2 separate regions of the Ovis aries genome follow, and region 1 is linked to region 2. A link is a contact called in public Hi-C data. All regions are on one chromosome and are shown on one strand. The core of a region is the stretch at or near the end of the contact, and the rest is flanking DNA. Distances in the headings are between cores, read along the strand shown.

Evidence for each region. A called contact is a pair of places that touch in the nucleus more often than the background predicts.
Region 1: a Hi-C map of liver shows a contact between it and region 2, with 2.7 times the contacts expected there. The contact joins the enhancer-like site here to the promoter of SLC2A6 in region 2. A contact is called at or near these places in 3 of 16 Hi-C or Micro-C datasets (blood, liver and muscle).

What each region holds. Positions count from the first base shown.
Region 1 is chr3:2,752,992-2,760,326 of ARS-UI_Ramb_v3.0, reverse strand. ABO (ABO, alpha 1-3-N-acetylgalactosaminyltransferase and alpha 1-3-galactosyltransferase) reads right to left here. Exons shown (of 9, transcript XM_060411630.1): 3 at 7,206-7,256; 4 at 6,188-6,238; 5 at 5,637-5,693; 6 at 5,212-5,259; 7 at 4,401-4,436; 8 at 250-378. Among named protein-coding and RNA genes, the nearest start is that of ABO, 27 kb to the right of the region's middle. Within about 2 kb of position 5,621, at least 17 of the 54 cell types and tissues checked have an H3K27ac peak or open chromatin away from gene starts, as enhancers often do. A contact at or near this core is called in liver, where this site is marked.
Region 2 is chr3:2,582,060-2,589,026 of ARS-UI_Ramb_v3.0, reverse strand. It overlaps SLC2A6 (solute carrier family 2 member 6), which reads right to left and starts at 5,111. Exons shown (of 10, transcript XM_042248008.1): 1 at 4,972-5,111; 2 at 4,281-4,443; 3 at 3,036-3,242; 4 at 2,319-2,418; 5 at 1,172-1,383; 6 at 606-674; 7 at 1-22. The coding sequence starts at 5,063.

The DNA.
Region 1 (7,335 bases), core at 4,372-6,871, 170 kb before region 2:
GTTAGCTCACATGCACACACGTCGCTGCGTGCTATCACGGCACACGCACACACATATATACATATATATGACTGCCCAGTGACCCCTGCACAACCCAGCCCACGCTCACCTACACCCAAAGTCACTGCTGCCTCTGCACGCTCACCCACCCTGTGAGCTGAGCACCCTGTCCTGGAAAACAGAGCGGAGCGCTGCCCAGCAGCTCAGGCCGGCTCCCTGGCTCACCCTGGGCGAGCGTCCGTCACTTACTTTTTGATGGCGAACACGGTCAGCCCAATGGTGGTGTCTCTGAATTGCGCATCCAAGATGGCAGAGTCGAAGGTCCCGTCCCAGATGATGGGAGCAAACCAGGGGGTCATGACCAGCACGTCCACTCTCCTGGGGAGAAGACTCACAGCACGTGAGAGCAGGTCACAGGGATGTGGGCCACAGAGAAGGATTTGTCCAAAGCTGCAGAGCTAGGAACAGACAGGACTCCGGACTCCCAACCCAATGCTTTAGGCAGCATAAGCTCAGCACTGAGGATGCAACATTCCCATCCCTTCACTGCCCTGACTCAGCGCACCTCCTGAGCACCAGCCATGCGCTAGGCCCCCTGAGACATCCTTTTGTGAGGCCCCGTTTCCAGGAGGAGCATAGTCTCGAGGGAGGGCAAGCACTAAGCCCTCTCTCAGCACGTGGGAACTTTGCCATAACAAGAAATAGACATTTGGTCTCTGCCACAGCCCTCCCTTTACCCGGCACTAGTCTTCTAGGACCCTTGGGAGGTCCTGGATTGTAGGAGCATCTTTTGTTCTGATGAGATGACTCTGGGTGGGCTTGGGGGTAGTTCAGGATAGGGGCTGGTCACCAGAAAGACCAAGCCAGGATTATAAACTTGGAACTTAGAACCTTGTGCCTCACATCCCTTCCTAAGCTAAACATTCAGAAAACAAAGATCACGGAGTCTGGTCCCATCACTTCACAGAAAATAGATGGAGAAATGGTGGAAACAGTGACAGACTTTATTTTGGGGGGCTCCAAAATCACTGCAGATGGTGACTGCAGCCATGAAATTAAAAGATGCTTACTCCTTGGAAGGAAAGTTATGACCGACCCAGACAGAATATTCAAAAGCAGGGACATTACTTTGCCAACAGAGGTCCATCTAGTCAAGGCTATGGTTCTTCCTGTGGTCATGCATGGATGTGAGAGTTGGACTATAAAGAAAGCTGAGTGCTAAAGAAATGATGCCTTTGAACTGTGGTGTTGGAGAAGACTCTTGAGAGTCCCTTGAACTGCAAGGAGATCCAACTAGTCCATCCTAAAGGAAATCAGTCCTGAATATTCATTGGAAGGACTGATGTTGAAGCTGAAACTCCAATACTTTGGCCACCTGATGCAAAGAACTGACTCACTGGAAAAGACCCTGAGGCTGAGAAAGAGTGAAGGCGGAAGGTGAAGGAGACGACAGAGGATGAGATGGTTGGATGGCACCACCAACTCGATGGACGTGAATTTGAGTAAACTCCAGGAGTTAGTGGTGGACAGGAAGGCCTGGCGTGCTGCAGTCCATGGGGTTGCAGAGTTGGACACGACTGAGCGACTGCACTGAACTGAACTGAACTGATAATCCCCTCCTCCTGGGAAGGGAGAGGGGCTAGAGGTCAAGTTAACAATCAATCACGCCAGTGAGATGAAGCCTCCATAAACAGCCCTTAACTGTGGAGTTCAGAGTGCTTCCAGGTTGGTGGATGCAGGAAGGGGCTGGGGGGAAGGTGCTCCAGGGAGGGCTCAGGCGCCCGCCCCTTCCCCATCTGGCCCTATTTACCTCTTCATCCGACTGTCTCTGGGCTGCATGCTTTATTACAAGGCAAGAATCTAGTAAGTAAAGTCTCCTTGAGTTCTGGGAGCATCCCAGCAAACCATCCAACCCAAGGAGCGGGTGGTGAGAAATGATTTATAGCCCGTCGGTCAAAAGCTCAGATGACAATCTGGAACTTGAGACAAGGGTCTGAGTGGGGGCAGGCTGCGAGGCTGACCGTCCACCTGCGGCGTCTGTGCAGACTGCAGGGAGTGTCAGAATCACCTGGGGTGGGTAACCCCAACGCTTGCTGTGAGTAGACAGAACAAGGTTTTCTTTCAGAGACAGAGCTGAGTTTCAAGCCCCCTCCCCTCGCAGGGGCTCTTCGTGTCCTGTGGTCTCTGCCCCTTCTCCGTTCTCCAGCCAGCAAGGACCCCTTTCACCTTCCCCTGACTCTTATTTCACGAGTGTTCATTCTCTCGTTTGTCACCCTGCCAGGATCCACCAAAACAGCTCATGCCAATCTGCCCCTCCAGATGTGTGCTGACCCCCGGAAATGTATGCCACTAAAAACTGTCTGGGAGTCACAGAAAAGTGAAAGGAACCAGGCAAAATGACTGTTCATATGATAGACTTTGTGCAACCCAACATATCCAGAATAGTATCATTTCAGCATGTAATTGATGTATTGATTGAAGTTTAGTTAATCGACAATGCTGTGTTAGCTTCAAGTGTACAGCAAAGTGGTTCAGGTATACATCCATACCTGTGTATTCTTTTTCATGTTCTTTTCCCATATAGGATATGACAAGATATTGAGTAGAGCCCCTGGGCTATTCAGTGGGTCCTGTTGTTCGCCTGTTTTATATACAGTGGTGTGCCTAGGTTAATCCCCACTCCTAGCACACTTTTCATGGACTGAGTGTTTGGAGCCCACTGGGCACCTCACGCTGACAGCCCAGCTCATCCTGGAGCAGTCCTGTCTCAAGCATTCAAGGCCACACGTGGCTGGCGGCTCTGGAAGTTCAAGGAGGTGTGTATGTGGGTTTCAGAAATGACAGTGAGCGCCTCCAGGTCCCCTGGCAGGGACGTGGCAGGATGTGACAGAACCCCCGCAGCTTGCATCCTGACCTGCCCCTCTCCAGCCAACGGGTGTCGGGAGCCGAGTTAGGCATTACTAACAAAATGGAGGCACGGCCCTAAACCCCCTCCCTTTGCTCCATAGGCACGGACCCGGAATGAAGGAGTTAGGCTTTGTGATTCTGATTTGTTTTTTCCTTTCCTTGGCTGAGTTGACTGAAGAGAATATTAAGGTGCTTATTGTTTTTGAGAGGAGCATGAGAAAGCATAAAGCCTTCTGCAGCTGTGCTCAAAGAATAATTTATAAAGTTAATCGCTGACATTTGTTCAAGGACTTTTACAAAAGATTGTTCCAGGGTGAGCACGCAGGCCGCAGCTTGAGGCCATGGGAGGGATTGCTATCTGAAGCCCATTTGTGAGAAAAGTGTTTATGGCAAAGGAGTTTGTTGAATTTAGGGCTTAGGAATAATTAAAATAGTTAGAAGCTAAAGATTTAAGGATTGCAATAATGTTAGCATATTCTACTATAGCTTATAGAAATTAGGGACTTTAGAGATATTATTAGCTAGAAGCCCTTTCTAAGAAATAGTGAGCTTAGGATACTAGGGGCAAACAGGACTCAGAAAGATAAGAAATAAACTGAGGACTGTGCTGTGCAGCCCAGACATTAGCATGAGTTACAGCATATTCACAAAGACACATGAGAAGAAGTAGATAAGAGAATTGCTGAGGAAGGAACTCCTTTTGAGGGGCAACAATGATTTTTTGAGAAAAATAAATCTGGATCAATGGGAACTAAAAATATCAAATCTCTGACCTAATACTTTTGTAAAAGTATAAAAGAAAATCATAAGCTTGAAATAAACAGGCAGTCCAAGAAAAATGAGAGGCTGCCTCAGTTTCTCGCCAAAACCGCTCACCCCTTCAGGTTGAATGCCTGGCTGCTGGAGCTGGACTCCGGCAGAGGGGCCTCAAGCAACCTCCTTCACTTCTCTGAGCCTCAGTTTCCTTGCCCATAAAATGGGGCTGATGAAAGCGGCTCTCTGGGCGACTTCCTGTCCCGAAGCTCGGGGATCTAGTGCCTCGGTGACAGGCTGCTGGCACTCTCTCGGGCACTGGAAGCAGGAGGTGTGGGCACAGGCAAGGAGGCCCGGATTAGGAGACAGACACTGGTATGTGAAGGCGAGCTGGGACTATCAGCCCTCAGACACTGATGCTCATGGAAAGGCCTCAGGGATAACCCAACCCAGTCCCCAGCTTCCTTCCCCAAGAAGAAACAAGAGAAGATTCCATGCCTGGTGTGGACCTCTGCACAGCTCCTGGTGACCACAAATTAGAGGCACCTTTCATCGGTCCTTCAATGTGTACCAAACCCACTGAAAATTAGCCCAGCCTCCCATAGCACAGACAGAAAGGAAAGGAAAAGGGCAAAAGAAAGACTGGAACCAGGGAGTGAAGTGAGAGAAAGGCAACCATAAGGTAGGTAGTGGCAGGGAACCCACCGGTCGCAGCCACAACAGAAACTCCGTCTACTTACGAGGGCTTGAGCAGCTGAGCCTTGGGGTAAAGCAACCTGTGGACAAGACATGCGTGTGAGCAGACACTCACATCACCAACGCCAGAGCTGCCAGGGGCCTTTTCCTGGTTCAGTGGGCAGCTCTGCCAGGAGGCGGCACTCAGCCACAGGGGCTTCCTTCCTTCCATCCTCCCATCTTCCTTCATCCAGCCACCTCCCACCCCTCCCCCAGCCAAGGGGTGTCAGGGGCTTCCCTAGGGATAAACAGACAGATAAATTCATGGGGTGGAAATGTGAGAATGGGCTAGGAGGCTCTTCCCCGTCTAATGCTCAGCTGAGGTTAGAGACTCTCCTGTGGTCTAACTCGTTACAAGGAAGGTCTTGGTGTCCTGCTTTATTCAGGAGTGGGAAGCACAGGGGTGGCCTCTCCCACCCGTCCACCGGCTGCATCACGTCTGGAGCCACCTCACTGCCCCCCTCCGCTCTCCTGCTGGCTCCTTCACCCTCCATACCCTCCCTGGCAACCCTGTCAGTTTTCAACAGAGCTGAGGGCTTAGAAGCTACAGCTAGTCTACCCTGGGTAAGACCGCTGAGCTGGGACAGCCAGGAGGCCGAGGTCACGGGGGGCTCATCTGTGACCCCACCATCTGACGCCTGCTCCCCCTGCTCCCATTCTCTTCTGCCCCTCGTTAGCCTCCTCCCAGCTTCTCTTGCTCCTTCCCTCCTGATAAATCTCACAATTAGACTCAAAGGGGATGTGAGGGGGACAGTGGAGCAGGGAGACAGCAAGTTGACTTGCCCAGACACCGCCCAAAGACGTGGTCTACAGTACCTGGGTACCTCGGGTATCCTGCAGGTGTCCAGGTGGCCGTCACCTTCACTGAGGGAGGAAAACAGAGCGCTCAGAGCTGATGGCGCTGGGAGAAGCACTGCTGTGCAGCCCGGCCAGGCTCCTGAGGGCCATCACGTCGCAGCCCCTACTGAGGAGGGCTCCGCATGGCTGCAGAGCTCGGCCGTGTGGGCAGGTGAGGGGACCGGGGGCGGGAAGCAGAGCGAAGACACCTCGGACACGATGGCGGTGTCTGGGTGCCTGAGTCTGCCCGAAGCAATGCCACGCCAGATGGTGACAAACCAGCCTGGGGAGAGCCCCGCTCCGGGGGTGGGTGGGGAGCCACGGGCCCCCAGGTCGGCCCTGCGATCCGAAGGGAAGCTCTGGCGACGGCCCCGTCAGCCCTGGGAGCCCCGCTGCCACCCTACTTGGACTCCTTCTTCTCCAGCAGCAACCGCTGCAGAACCACGCCATTTTCACCCTGGCTGCAGAGGGAACAGGCTCCCGGTCACTTCAGGAAAAAGGACTGCCTTGATAACTAAGCGCCCCTTCAAGAGGGGAGGGCGCTAACCAGGCAAAGGCTAGGCTTACGTCCCCTTCCCACAGCCCGGCCCTCCCTGCCAGCTCCGCCCCTTTCCACCAGCTCCGCCCTCTCCACCGGCCCCGCCCTCTCCACCGGCCCCGCCCTCTCTACCGGCCCAGTCCCTCTCCAGCAACCCCGACCCTTTCCACCAACCCCGTCCTCATCAGCCCCGCCCCTCACACCAGTCCCTCCTCACCAGCCCTGCCCCTCCTCACCAGCCCCGCCCCTCACCAGCCCCGCCCCCTCCCCCGGCCTGTCCCCTCCCCACCGATGAAGCTTGGAGGGGAGGGGCCCGGCTGTTCCAGTCCCGAAGACCAAGCAAAGTCTCTCCAGCTGCTGCCAAGGCTCAGGAATGCCAAGTTTTGTGGATAAAAAGGAAGAGGTGAAAGTCATTACCTCAAAGGCAGGCCCTCCCGTTGGCCCTGCAGGTGGTGGGCCTCAAGGCTGCTGAGACAGAAAAGCCCGGTCAGCTCAACCCATTCATCCACCCTTCTACCCAGCAAGTAATTTGCTGGGCCCCAAGGCCTGAACAGAGGAGGGAGCTGGGCTGGACTTGACTTGGAGGTCCTGCCTTGCGGGCTATTGCAGGAGGCTGGTCAGGAGTGCTCAGCTTATCTGTTGTCGGTCAGCCAGAGACTGACGATCGCGGAAGAATTAGCTCTGGGAGGAAAAATGAGCCTTTTCCCGTCTGGGTGCTAATGGGGTCAGAGGGCGCCCTGTCACGGACTGGCTACTGGGGATGGCCTTACATAGAATCAACACTGGTCACTGGACTGTAAAGAAAGCTGAGCGCTGAAGAATTGATTCTTTTGAACTGTGGTGTTGGAGAAGACTCTTGAGAGTCCCTCAGACTGCAAGGAGATCCAACCAGTCCATTCTAAAGGAGATCAGTCCTGGGTGTTCATTGGAAGGACTGATGCTGAAGCTGGAGCTCCAATACTTTGGCCACCTGATGTGAAAAGACCCTGATGCTGGGAAGGATTGGGGGCAGGCGGACAAGGGGACGACAGAGGATGAGATGGTTGGATGGCATTACCGACTCAATGGACATGGGTTTGGGTAGATTCCGGCAGTTGGTGATGGACAGGGAGGCCTGGCATGCTGCGGTTCATGGGGTCGCAAAGCGTTGGACACGACTGAGCGACTGAACTGAACTCTGGTCACTGCTCGTCCCCAAACCTGGGCCTGGAGCTGCTGCCAGCCATGAAGGGGTTCTCTCCACCAGAAAACAGGATTATGTCTTTGTAGTGTTTTAGGTTTGAGAAAACAGGGTAGGGAGAGGAACTCGGAATCAGCCGGGAACTGAGTGCCTCTTTCATTATAAGGACCTCCAATTCACTGTGTATTCTATTTTTATTTCTGTTCTAGATCTTTCTAGAAGGAACCACCTTGACTCCAAAGACCCATCCATTACCTTTGAGACTCTTCTGTCTGTCTTCTGGGGATCAGGTTGAACACGTTGCTGGGGGGACAAAAGAGTGTAGAGTTGAGTCATCACCAGACAGAGGAGAGCGGACAGGCTATGGTTTTGAGGCTGACACTTC
Region 2 (6,967 bases), core at 3,862-6,361:
TGGCGGCGTCATCCTTGGGGGGCTGTGAGGAGGGGGCCCTGAGGCCAAGCCACCCTAGCCTGTTGGGCCTCTCCCCCACCCCCGAGGCTCTGCAGGGTCAGGCCCCGGGCTCAGCGGCTTTCTGCCAGTCATCCAGCCCAGCCCGCGGGGCCTCGCTGGCAGGGGGCACAACCGTCATGCCCACCAGTAAGCCCAGGGCTGGCACTGGATCCTGGCACCACTGCCCCTAATCTTCACATCTCATCTCATCTCTGAGCCCAGGACAGGCGGGTGAAGGCCTGCTGGCTATTATCTCCAGTTGGCAGAGGAGGAAGCTGAGGTTTTGGCAGGGGGGCAGGGGGGACTGACTTCCTCAGCGAGTGACAGATGCCCGGAACCTGGGATCTGTGGCTCCCACGGGGTCAGTTCTTCTAGAAGTCTGGTCTCCCTTGTAATTCCGAGTATCTTGCTTACAACATGGAAGCCTTACAAACATTACTCAGGACAAGCGGGCGCACAGAAATAGTTATGAGACGTGGGTGCGCCCGAGGCCCCGGACAGGGCAGGCGCTCAGCAGGCACGGCCTCCTTGGGCCCGGGGGCAGAGGGGCGGGGGCACGCTCTCACCAGCAGGACGGCGGTGCTGTCAAAGATGGACTGCAGGTAGACAAGGATGGGCGTGATGCCCGTCAGCTGCTGCAGGAAGCGCATCAGCAAGGCGATGACGATGGGGCGGTACATGTGGGGGTCCCGGGCCTCGGCCCACGACAGGGGGCTGCTCTGCAGACACGAGGCTGCCGCTGCGGGGGGCTGTGCCAGGCCCTCCGGCTGGAGCCACCCTGGCCTGGGCTGCCTGGGGCTAGGTAGGAGGCTCCCTTCTTCCCTCTTCCAGGAAAGGTCCCTGTCACTGGGGCAGCCCTAGCTGTGGGGACCCCCAAGGGACCCAGGCTCCCGGGTCAGTGGGTGGGCTGAGGCAGACCCCCTGCTTGACAACATGGCCGGGTCCCCGGGCATCCATGGTGCGGCGCATACACACCCTGGGCCAGACCCCGAGAGGTCGTGCCCCCACCCCCTGCTCCTGGAGGTGGGAACTGCTCTCATCCCCACTTCCCAGGAAAAGCAACCGAGGCTCATGCCATCGGCGTGAAAGGCCTGTGTCCCACAGCGCTGCAGGACACCCACCCTGCACACACCTGTCTCTGGACAGTGTCCTGGATCTGCTCGAACTCCCAGCGGGTGTCGGCATCGGCCCCTCGCAGCCAGGCCAGCGCCTGCAGCGCCTCTGTGTCCCTGCCCTTGGAGAGCAGGAAGCGAGGGGAGTTGGGCATACAGCTGAGCAGCAGGACCATGACGAGCACTGGCCCCTCCCCGGCCACGGCCAGCCAGCGCCAGGGCAGCAGCAGGCCTGCGGACAGGAGCTGTGAGGGGCTGGGGCGGGGCTGGACACAACCCCTCCCATCGGGGGGCCTCTGAGCAGCCTCACTTGGCTTCAAGGGTTAGTCCCAGGGCCGCCTCCTACAGGAAGCCTACCCTGGTTGCTCCAAGCCGGGCTGCACTCTGATCAAAGGGCCCAGGTCCTTGGAGGGCCCCAAGGGTCACAGCAGGGTGATGGAGGAGTAGCCTGAGCAGCAAGGCCCTGGGGGCCTCTACCAGCAAACACTGACCACCCCCCGCAAGCCGGCCGCACTCCAATCACTTTTCACCCATCCAAGTATAAACCAGGCCCGACCCTGCTTGGCTTCTGAAATCTGACAAGATCGGGCGCATTCTGGGTGTTATGGCCATAGACCTGATCACTTCAATCTATGGACTTCCCACCTAAGACTATTTGCCAGAAATCATTCTGCTATTAAGACAGTTTACAAGACTGCCAGCCTAAGGGAACCCTCACGGCCCAGTTAGGGGTGGGGCCTCGTGACCAGAGAGGGGTAGGGAACTGCCTGGAGGCGTGCGGCACAATGGCAGCCACCACCCCTGGCTTCCCGGCAGCGGGTTCATTCGTGGGCAGGTTTGTCCCTTCCTCTCTTGGGTCGGGCTTCCCCGGGTGGCTCAGACAGTAAAAACGTCTACCTACAATGCAGGAGACCTGGGTTTGATCCCTGGGTCTGGAAGATTCCCTGGAGAAGGGAATAGCAACCCACCCCAATATTCTTGCCTGGAGAATCCCATGGACGGAGGAGCCAAGTGGACTCCAGTCCATGGGGCCCCAAAGAGTGGGACCCGGTTAAGTGACTCACGCTTTGGCTTGTGCCTTCCGGCCCCTGCTGCTCAGCGGCCCCGTCCCCTTACCCCCCAGCCTGCACGCAGGAGGTGTTTTGCGTGCCTCTGGATGATACTTGCCAAGGGCATAGAGGGACAGTGACCCGAACACCGCCATGAGCTGGGGCGTGGCACCCAGGGCCCCGCGCACGCTGGGGGGAGCAATCTCAGACACGTACACCTGCAAGACACAGCCCACCCGGCCTCTGCTGAGCACATGTGCCGGCCCGGCTAGGATGAACAGGGTGGCCCAGTGAGCCCCGGGAAGCAAGGGAGTGGGGGCTTCCATGGGTTCTCGCCCTGGTCGTGATCTCAGCAGGACCTCAGCTGCCTGAACAGTCAAGTGGGCAGAACCACTCAGCCCTGACAGGGTGGAGGCCCGAGGGCCCCCAGACTCTGGCCTCCGCTCCCCTGAGCTAGGGCTTCGTGCCCAGCTGGGCCTGCCCAGCCCTGACGTGGGATCGATGGGTAACATGCTGGGTCCCAGGAGGGGTGCAGGGCAGGGACTTCCTTTTCCTCCCTGTTACGTTGCTCAATGTGGATTTTCTCTGATTGAGCAACGAGTCTGCCAGGCCTCAAGACAGGAAGTTTGGGGAGTCCAGACTGGGGGCAACTTGGGGCATGGTGTCACATTTCCCCCATGTTAGCTGCCCTGGGGGTGCTGAGCTGAGGCTCCCTGGCAAACATATCCCCCTGGATTGTGGGGGGGAGCCTCCAAAGCCAGGAGCCCTCAGCTCATGGTGATCAGTGCAAATACTGAGGCAGTGAAGGGACCAGGCTGGGCAGTCCTGGCCTTACCGGGATGCAGGCAGCTGTGAGCCCCCCTGCGAAGCCCGTCAGCATCCTTCCCAGAAGCAGCATCCAGAGGCCGTGGGCGCCCGCCATCAGCGCATAGCCGGCTGCTGAGGGCACAGCTGAGAACATGATGCTGAGCTTCCGGCCCAGGAGGTCATTGAGGACCATGGCACTGAGTCCCCCGGCGGCCGCACCGAGGGTGAACACGGACTGCAGAGGAGGGTGCGGGGCAGGCATGTCTGGGCGCTCTGGGCACCCAGCACCCCCACCCCGACCCCATCAGAGCCTAGAGACACCTGCTCTCCCAGGCTGTCCCGGGAGCCTGGGCTGCAGGACTGGGGCTGTGGATGATAGTGAGCCTCCTGTCCCCAGAGGGGTACAAGCAGCACACTGACAGCTGTTTGTGAGGGAAGCCACAACAGGTGTCTGCCATGGTTCTATCCAGCTGGATGTTTAAACGCCTAGTACTGTCATATAGCAGAGAGGAGGGTTCTGTGACTTGAAGCCCTTGGGATTCTAAGGTTTGGGGTTCTCGGACTCCCTGCTGAGCACACAGGGAGTTGGACCCAGTTAGCAACCTGGGCATCCTACTGAGCCTGAGCCTCAGTTTCTGCAGCTACATCATGGGGAGAGCAGTGGCACCCACTTCACAGGGTTGGCCCCGGAGTGAACAAGCTCTCGTGGGAAGTGCCAAGCAGGGGCCCGGCACAGCCTAGGTGCAGAGCGCGTGTTGGGTGTTATTATCTTAGCTAATATGCTGAGGTTGCAAATCCAAGGCTACTAAGACAGCAGTTCTAGGCACTTGGGAGTCCGAGGACCCATGCTCTTCCTACCCACATGCCCACCATCTCTCCTGGCACCCTTGTGGCCCAGCAGTGCTCTTCCCATCAGTACCAGAGTGTCCTGCCTCCCCTTGTCCAGGGAGGTGCCTGCTCTGCTGTGGGGGGCAGTCTGGGGAACCCTCAGCCCCGCTGGGTAGAGATCTTAAGGGACACCTCCCCACCTGCTCCTTCCCACGCCTTCTCCATCAGCTTTCACTTCCCGCTTTCATTTCGGAGGCACTGTCTGGCCTCACTACCCCCCACCCCTACTGCCGACCTGGGGTGGATGGGGGAGGGGCAGACCAGGGCCCTGGAGGGGGTCCTGTGGCTTTGCTTGGGGAAGGGGGCTGGTTTCCTAGTTGGGGACAGAGTGCAGTGGGTCCCCGGTCCCTCTGCCCTGTCCCTTAGCTCAGAGCATGGCACTTACCCCGAACCAGGATGCCTGGGTTTTGGTCAGATTCAGGTCTGGATCCAAGGACTGCTCCAGGGCGGGGATGACGGGGGACGTGTAGACCAGGGCGTACCCGAAGCTGAAATTGCCCAGCACAGCAGCGAAGGTAGCCAGGAACACTCTCTTGTTCTGCAGGACCCTGGTGTGTGTGGGGGCGGTGCAGCGCTGTCAGGATCTTTGAGTCCCCCCACTTCTAACTGCTGCCTGGCCTGAGCACAATGGATGCCTGCTCAGAGGGCAGTGCTGGGGACAGCTGGGTCAAGAGCTGGTCAGACTGGCACCTCCCGGGCCTGAGCACCAGCTTCCTGGGGAAGCCCCCGGGGCATGAGGACAGCTCATTGCTGGGGCTGGGACACGGGTGCAGGGCGCTGTTCCCAGAACAGGAGCCCTGGCGTCTGCCCCCAGCTTTGCCACGCAAGAAGGCTTGCTGCTTGACTTTAGGCAAACCCCTCACCTTCCCTGGGCATCCATGGTCCTGTCTCTGCCAGCTGGGGGCTGGCCTAGTACTCGGGGGGGACCCGGACTAGCGTGTCTGAACGAGGCGGTCCCTTGGGGGCCACTCCCAGACAGTCAGTGGAGGCCCAAGGTCGGGGAGCCAGGTGCCCACTGGAGGTTACCAGGCCATCCGCATCCTCCACCCGCAGACCCTACGCCAAACGACTCTCACCCGACCCGCGTCCTCTCCCCTGGTGACGGGGGCGGCTTCTCGGGGAAGGTGTCATAGTCCCGGCCTTCGGCTCCCAGCAGCGGCTCCTGCATGACCGGCTCCTCCCGCCCGGGCGCGCCGCGAGTGGCCGGGGCGGCTCTGTCCAGAGGCGCGTCGGGCCGCAGCGGATGGAAGCATCCGGCGGAGCCCGGAGCTCCGCCCCCCGGCCGCGATTGGCTGCGGGGCGGCCCTGCCGAGCGGGCGTCGGCCAATGGGGCGGCCGCGAGTGGTGCGGATGCTGAGGATGCTGGCGCGGAGCTGGGTGGGGCGGCCGGGCTTTCCCCGGGAGCCGACTCGCGTCCCGGCCGGAGTAACCGGAACCGGGAGGCAGGGTTTTCCCTGGACGCCGCAGGCCCCTCGTGCGCCCTTGGAGGCAGCAGGGCTCGCTAGGCAGATAGGAGCCCTTCACGTGGGGAGACTCTTGGAAGTCGTGCGGGGCCTGGTGCAGGCTGGGTACCAGCCCTGGGGGCGTAGACCGCATCCCTGCATCCCACCCGGGGCCCAGTTGGTATAAGCTGGGGGAAGCTGAAACCCAGAGAGGGGCCGCAAGGCGTCAGGGTCACCCAGGGGATATTTGTGCCCCTTCGAAGGAAGGCCGTGGGCTCCGCCTTGCGCTCCACGCCCTCTCCCTGCCACAATGCGTCTGGAGTCACCGCAGTCCCCTAACGCGGTGAGACCTGGCAGGCTCGCCAGATCCAGGGGCCCCTCAGCCAGGGTGTGTGGCATGAAGGCAGGAGGGGGTGGCGGTTCCTGTGGGCGAGACTTGTATATTTTCCTATTTCTGACTGGGGGAGTAACCTGGGCTTGTAGCAAATCATCCAGGTAATAAGATACAATTTACAAATAGGAAAAGCAGAAACTGAAAATTCCCTGGAAGTCCAACCTAAAAAAACTCCCCAACCAACCAAATAAAAAACCCAACCCAACCCACACACGAACGCACACACCACAGAACAATGACAAAAAATACTGAGTCACTAGTGCCAACTCTCCCTTTGGACTTTTTCAGAGAGGAGAGAGGAAGATGGATCAGACCCTATTGTACTGAATGGACGTCCACGTATATTTCAAAACCGATCCTTCCTTGTTGAGCATTTGGATTATTTCCAAATTGTATCTGTCAAAATAGCAAAGAGTTTTAAGAAGTTGTTACAATTCTCTTTTATACTCATCGAAGTAGATATAACCATATATATTAGAATAGACAAAGCAGAGACGTGGGAAAACCACGCGCTCTGCCAACAGCCTCAGCTTCCCCTCTTTTCTCCACGTACCTGTTTGCATATTTGCACACTGGATGTGCATCAGATCGTGTGGCACTTCACGCTTTTAAGCACTTTCTTCTTGCTATCAGGGACATAGTCTTTGGACTCAGCACATCCAGTAAGTGGTGACTCCAGCTACAATGCTGCGTGGTCCTCATGACCGTAGTTTGGAAATTGAGATAGAAGACATTGACTCTGAGCAGGACCCGATGGGGCTTTCCCGGGACAGAACATCACCTGCCTTTTGTCTATAGAAAAACGTTAGCCATAGAATGAATTCATCCAGAGAAAGGGGAAAAAATGCAGAAGCAAAGAAAAGCAAACAGGGAAAATAATAAAGTTTAGTCATTAAACAAAGTCAAGGACCTCTTAGTTCCTCCTCAAAGGCTATAGATAATACTCTGAGTCATCTCCTGTGAGCTGTTGGCTGATTCTGAAACCCCCATCAGGTGGAAGGAGTTAACTCCTTGATGACCAGACCGTAGCCACGACAGGAGGTGCTGCAGGCCTCAAAGAAATGGACCCAAGCCAATCACGGAACTGAAAATTAACTGTACTTAAGATGACGCCGATGAGACCACTGTGTGACCAATTTGATTGGTGGACCTGACTGTGCTGTTTTGGTATGTGGCCCCCTCCCTCCACCTAAGGCACTTCAGTTGTGTCCGAACCTTTGTGACCTTATGGGCTAT